Regions from separate parts of the Mus musculus genome. Here region 2 is linked to region 1. The links are chromatin contacts, called in public Hi-C maps. All regions are on one chromosome and are shown on one strand. Each heading gives the region's core, a stretch centred on a gene start, on an enhancer-like site or on the middle of the called end of the contact. The rest is flanking DNA. Distances are from core to core; before and after follow the strand shown.

Region 1 (2,618 bases), core at 57-2,556:
CACTATATTATTTGGACCTAACCATAGACTAACTTTCGGAACTTCATTTGAATGATCTGGAATTACCAAGACTCCAAGGATTTCATGAACAGAGGAGGCTTGGAAACTTCTGCCACAAGATGATTTATTCCAGCATGACTGCATCCAGCCGACGCAGTAAGAAGAGATACCCTGAAAGCCACCATATTTCAAGGACAGCAGCTCATTTTCCATTCACACCTAACTTCAAAGGAGGCTGAGGGTTTAGAGTTTAGGCAAATGCCCCGACAGCGCAGTCAGACAGAGCTGGTTCCAGGAGAATGACTATGCCCCACACAGGCATGGTGAGAAATGGAGACATTTCAATGTTTATGCCGAGGCCACAGACTCCAGAGAACACCAATGAAGAGGAATTCCTGAGTTAGAGATGGATTCAGAAGTAGGAGGAAGAGGAGGACAAAGAAGACTTCAGCGATTCCAATTGGTTTGCCTGCTGGATATCGGTGTCTGTACCTGAGAAAGGGGTCTGAGAGAACAGTGGGAAGTTTACAGTGGTGAGTGACTGAAGCCAGCACAAGTATATACAAGGGAAACTCATGATGTTGAAATTATGAAGGAAGTTTTATTTTAGGTAGTTTTAATATTTTAAGTTTTATTCTATATGTATGGATAGTTTGTCTGCATGGATGTCTGTGTGCTACATGCATGCCTAGAGTCTAGAGAACGTTTGGAGACAGTAACCATGGGACAGGAGTTTCACACAGTGTGAGTTGTCATGGGGATTCTGGAAACTAAACCTGCATCCTCTGGAAGACCACTTAGTGTTCTTAATCACCGCCCTCTTGCCGTCTCTCTAACCTTGGCTTGGGTTGTCTTGTCCATCTCATCGTGGTCCATAAGACCCTCTTTCTATGGCATAGCATTAAGACGGAAGGCATAGCAATAAAAGCGACAGGAAGCATGTTCAGCAAACAGACGCTGGTGAGGTGCTTTGCTTCTACAGGGTTAATCAATCGCATAGATTAAAAGAAAGACGAAAAAAGAGAGAAGGAAACAAAAACAAAAAGCCAAACCCGAACCCTTGGGCAGAGAATGGGAAACACTACTGATCAAATCTCCCAGTCACACATTTGGAAACGCTGGGGTCAGCGATTGTCTGTGGTTCCCTCCAAGTCCTTCATGTGGGTAATGGTGCCTGTTACATTAGCAGATGTGTCCAGGCACCTGCTGAGTGAATGGACACATTCGTAGCAAGCCCTGGCTTGTGGCTAACAGAATTACAACCCAATGGCACAGTAGCAACAAGACAGAGGAATGGCTGACAGCTATTTTCCTCAGTTTATGCGGTGGTGGCGGTGGCACTGGCAGTGGCACTGGCCGCCCATGCCAAAGATGATTGCTACTATTGTTGTTATATTATTAGTAGTAGTATTTTAAATGCCCTGGTAATGTGAATTTCAGTTCATACCACAATACTATGGGTATATGTATGGTGTTTAGAAAGACAATTATTGCTCATGTTGTTGGTTTTCCTCTGTAAATTACTTTTAATGAGGTCACTAGGAAGCATATCTCTCTCAGGAAATAGACAGGTGCCCTTCCCAGCGCTCATTTCAAGCTCTCCCTAGCATTGTTTGGTTCGGCGAAGCTGCGGGCATCAACGCTGGCTTCCCGTGATGAACAGCTACGTACTCAGCCTCAATTCTCGCCGCAGCCCAGCAGAAGAAGGTCTGTGGGCACCATGCACTGCTGTGTGGCAACGTGAAGGATTACAGCAGAAGCTCTCTGATCCTCTGGGAGCCAGTGTAAATTAGATTAATGACTGTACAGCATATAAATAGCCAGCTTGAGCCTCCCTATGAACTACAGTTATGCTCAGGACAGATCTCAGCAGTGACAGGGACAGCCAGGGACAGCCACATTCCTTGCTGTGGGTTTTTATTCTCAGAGTATTTCAAGAGATAGGGAAGGAGGGTCCAAATATGTGGAAGTAAATGTGAAAATCTGTAACCCCTTAATATATGAGGTATTCAGATCAACTCCTTTTTGGCAAGGCTGATTCTGATGGTATGTGTGTGTGTGTGTGTGTGTTTGTGTGTGTGTGTGTGTATGTGTCTGTGTGTCTTTATAAATGTACGTGTATGTGAGTGAATGAATGTATATATTATATATGAGAATGTTTGTGAATGTGTGTGAGACAGTGTGAATGTATGTATATGAATGAGTATGTGTGTGAATTTGTGTTTGTGAGTATGTATGTATGTATGTATGTATGAATGAGTGTGTGAATTTGTGTGTGAGTGAATATATATGTTGTGTGTTAGAATGTTTGTGTAAGTGTGCATGCATGTGTGTGTGTGCTTGTGAGCGTATGTGTGCATCTGCATGTATGTGTGTATATGTGTGTGTACTTTTCACATTTCTAACATAGAGATAATAACAATATGTGTCCCACAGGGTGTTTTGAATGTTCAGTGGTAAAGTTCTTATGAACAATTTACAATAGCACCTGTCTTAAAGTGTTTACTATACATTAGCCATGGCATTATTCAAATTATCATTATTTGGAATATTCCAAGAATAAACAATTGCCAAATCTTTACATATAATACTCATGATGTTTAATCTTGTGTGAAGTC
Region 2 (2,618 bases), core at 59-2,558, 110 kb before region 1:
GTGTGTGTTCTTTATGACCACATGGGTCCCTCTGAGCTAATTTGTGACCAAGTTCTACATTTTAAATATGAAGAATCCTCCCATCTTGCTTTGAAAAGAACATCTGCACAGAAAAGAACCTGCTTACTCAGACTGTATTCTCTTATTCCATTTTTCATGAGTTGTGTGTGCCGTATGCATCTATGAATAGTTGCATGATTTTATATGTTCAATGTGTGGGGGCATACATATATGTGCATGCCTGCCCTCATGCATGTGGAGGTCCAAGGCTGGTGTCAGGAAACACCTTCAGCTGCTCTCTTAGTGAAACCCAGAGCCCTGTGAAGTGGCTAATCTTGATCACCAGCTTGGCCTGGAGAGACACTATGTCCACCATGGGTGGGGAGAGTTACAGTGGGCTCCCGCATCCACCTGGCATGTGTAAGGGTTTTTAGAGTTCCTGAGCCATCTCCCCAGTCCTCAAATCATCATTCAATCTTAGGAGGGAAGAGAATTGTAGGAATGTGCCAATTCTTTCGAACTGATAACCAGACGATCATTTTTAAATAGTTATTTGTTGTGCGGCTTGGCCTTCATGTGGGTTCCCTAGCAACTGGAGCAGGGGATGCCTCTGGCTCAGACTTTGTTGCCTGCCTTTGGATCCCTTTCCCCTACCTGGGCTGCCTTATCTGGCCTCAGCGGGAAAGGATGCCCTTAGTCCTGATTCAACTTGGTGTGCCAGTGTAGGATGGGTCAGGAGGGGTGTGGGGCTCCTATTTGCTAAGAAGGGGAGGGGGAGTGGAGGGAGAGGGTGGGAGGGTGTAGCTGGAAGAAGGGAGAGAGGGGTCTGTGATTGGGTATAAAGTGAATAAATAATAGAAAAATGATATCTGTTATTCAATCATGTCTGAGTATTTGTTTTGATATATCAGTCTGAGAAAACATGGTTAGATAGAGTAAGTATACCCCTCCCAGTAACATTCATAGTCATACTTTTGGGGGTATACATGTGGTGTTTTCCAATGAAAAGATTCAGGATTTAAAAGAATTAAAAGCATATTTAATCAGCATGATGAATACCATAATATTAGGCCTAGGGATTGATGACAGGAGTGGATGTAAGGGGGGTGGGGCATAAGCCAAATGAGATCAGCCTCTGAGACCAGGGTGGAGCTCTTCCAGAAGTCAGCTGCTGTTTCTGTCAGTCAGCCCTGCCAACCTGTCTGCAGAGCTGGCTCTGAAAGTGGACGCGTTGCCAGTTCTGTACACCATGCATATTCATCCCCCGGGTGGGCTTTCTCACTCTGCAAGGAAGGGAGCTGAGATCTGCTGAGCTGCGCAAATCAGGCTAAGTAGGTTTTTCCACCGGGCTTTGCCTCTTCCTTAGGACAGAGCCCGGTCGATGCCGGAGGCTTTAGCCCTTTCGTGAAATAAATTCCCCAAAGCAAGTGCAGCGGAAGCAAACTTGGCATAGAAAAACCAGTGCTTGAGAGATAATGAATACAGGCTTGTTGTGCATTCAAAATGCTGGGTACAAAATATATTTGTATATAATCATTCCCAGCACTATCAACAAATGTAAGAATGTAGCTAGGTTGTTTTTTTTTTTTTTTTAAACTGGGAATAGAAACGTTAAACATATGACTTGGCGTGACTGTCACCTCTAGACCTATTCTGAGTTAGGCATGAGAAGATTCTAGAACACTGGCATTTTTTTTTTTTTTTATTGATTGGTGTTATGATTCTAAATGTCCTTAAAGACATTAAGGTCTACTAGTCTTAACTGGTTACTAGTCTTGTGTCACCGATAGAACATGACGGGACCTTTAGAAGCTAGGGCCCAAAGACAGGAAGTTAGGTCCTTAAAGGCGTGTCCATGAGGGGGACCCTTGGACTCTACCTTCTTGCTTCCTCGCTATTTCCCAGCACCAGGAAAAATGGTGTAATGCCGTTTGGATGAGATTAAAATGTTAAGTGTTTCGTATGTGAGACGTACATGATCTTTACTAAACCAATTTATTGGTTACTTTCTCTCTCTGTCTTCTGCTGCAAAATATACAAAGGGATGCCATGGAGTGTCCTCAAACAATGGACGCCTTTGTTGTTGCTGTTCCCCTAGGCCCTGTATTTATTTCATATTTCGTATTCTGGCTACAGTTGTAAAATAAAAAATTTAGAAAAAAAGTCGTTTATTCACGCTGTGGTCTGAATATAAAATACCTTCCTCTGGCCCAGGAGGTTCCAGCTGGCGGAGCTGTTCTGAGAGGTTCTGGGAAGTGTAGGATGGAGAACTGGACTAGAGGAAGTAGGTTCCTGGGGCGTGCTGTTGGAAGCTGTACCGTGTCCGATGGCCTTTCTGTTACCTGTCTACCATGAGGTTGTAGCTTGGGCCACATACTCCTACCTCCATGATGGAAATGCCTCTTTTCTACCACGCCCTTCTTACAGGATGGAAAAAAAAAAACTTCCCTTGTTCTCTGTTTGAGGCTCTTGCTGTCTGAGCTGTTTTTGCTCCCCCAGTCTGTGCTCAGCGAGCACTTCTCTAGGTGAAACGCTCCTGGTCCATCTGACTAATGGAGACCTCCTGTTCTCTCGGTCTTCTTTCTCCTTCTCCTTTGTGGTCTCTCCTGAACCCCATC

The links. Hi-C and Micro-C count contacts between places; a contact is called where the count stands out from the background.
Region 2: a Hi-C map of rod photoreceptor shows a contact between it and region 1, with 1.5 times the contacts expected there. The contact joins two enhancer-like sites. A contact is called at or near these places in 1 of 484 Hi-C or Micro-C datasets (rod photoreceptor) and 1 of 9 other capture datasets (embryonic stem cells).

The regions. Positions count from the first base shown.
Region 1 is chr10:119,917,374-119,919,991 of GRCm38.p6, reverse strand. The region is part of intron 2 of Grip1 (glutamate receptor interacting protein 1); the gene reads right to left. Among named protein-coding and RNA genes, the nearest start is that of Grip1os1, 66 kb to the right of the region's middle. Within about 2 kb of position 1,306, at least 6 of the 459 cell types and tissues checked have an H3K27ac peak or open chromatin away from gene starts, as enhancers often do. A contact at or near this core is called in rod photoreceptor, where this site is marked.
Region 2 is chr10:120,025,306-120,027,923 of GRCm38.p6, reverse strand. The region is part of intron 15 of Grip1 (glutamate receptor interacting protein 1); the gene reads right to left. Among named protein-coding and RNA genes, the nearest start is that of Helb, 86 kb to the left of the region's middle. Within about 2 kb of position 1,308, at least 30 of the 459 cell types and tissues checked have an H3K27ac peak or open chromatin away from gene starts, as enhancers often do. A contact at or near this core is called in rod photoreceptor, where this site is marked.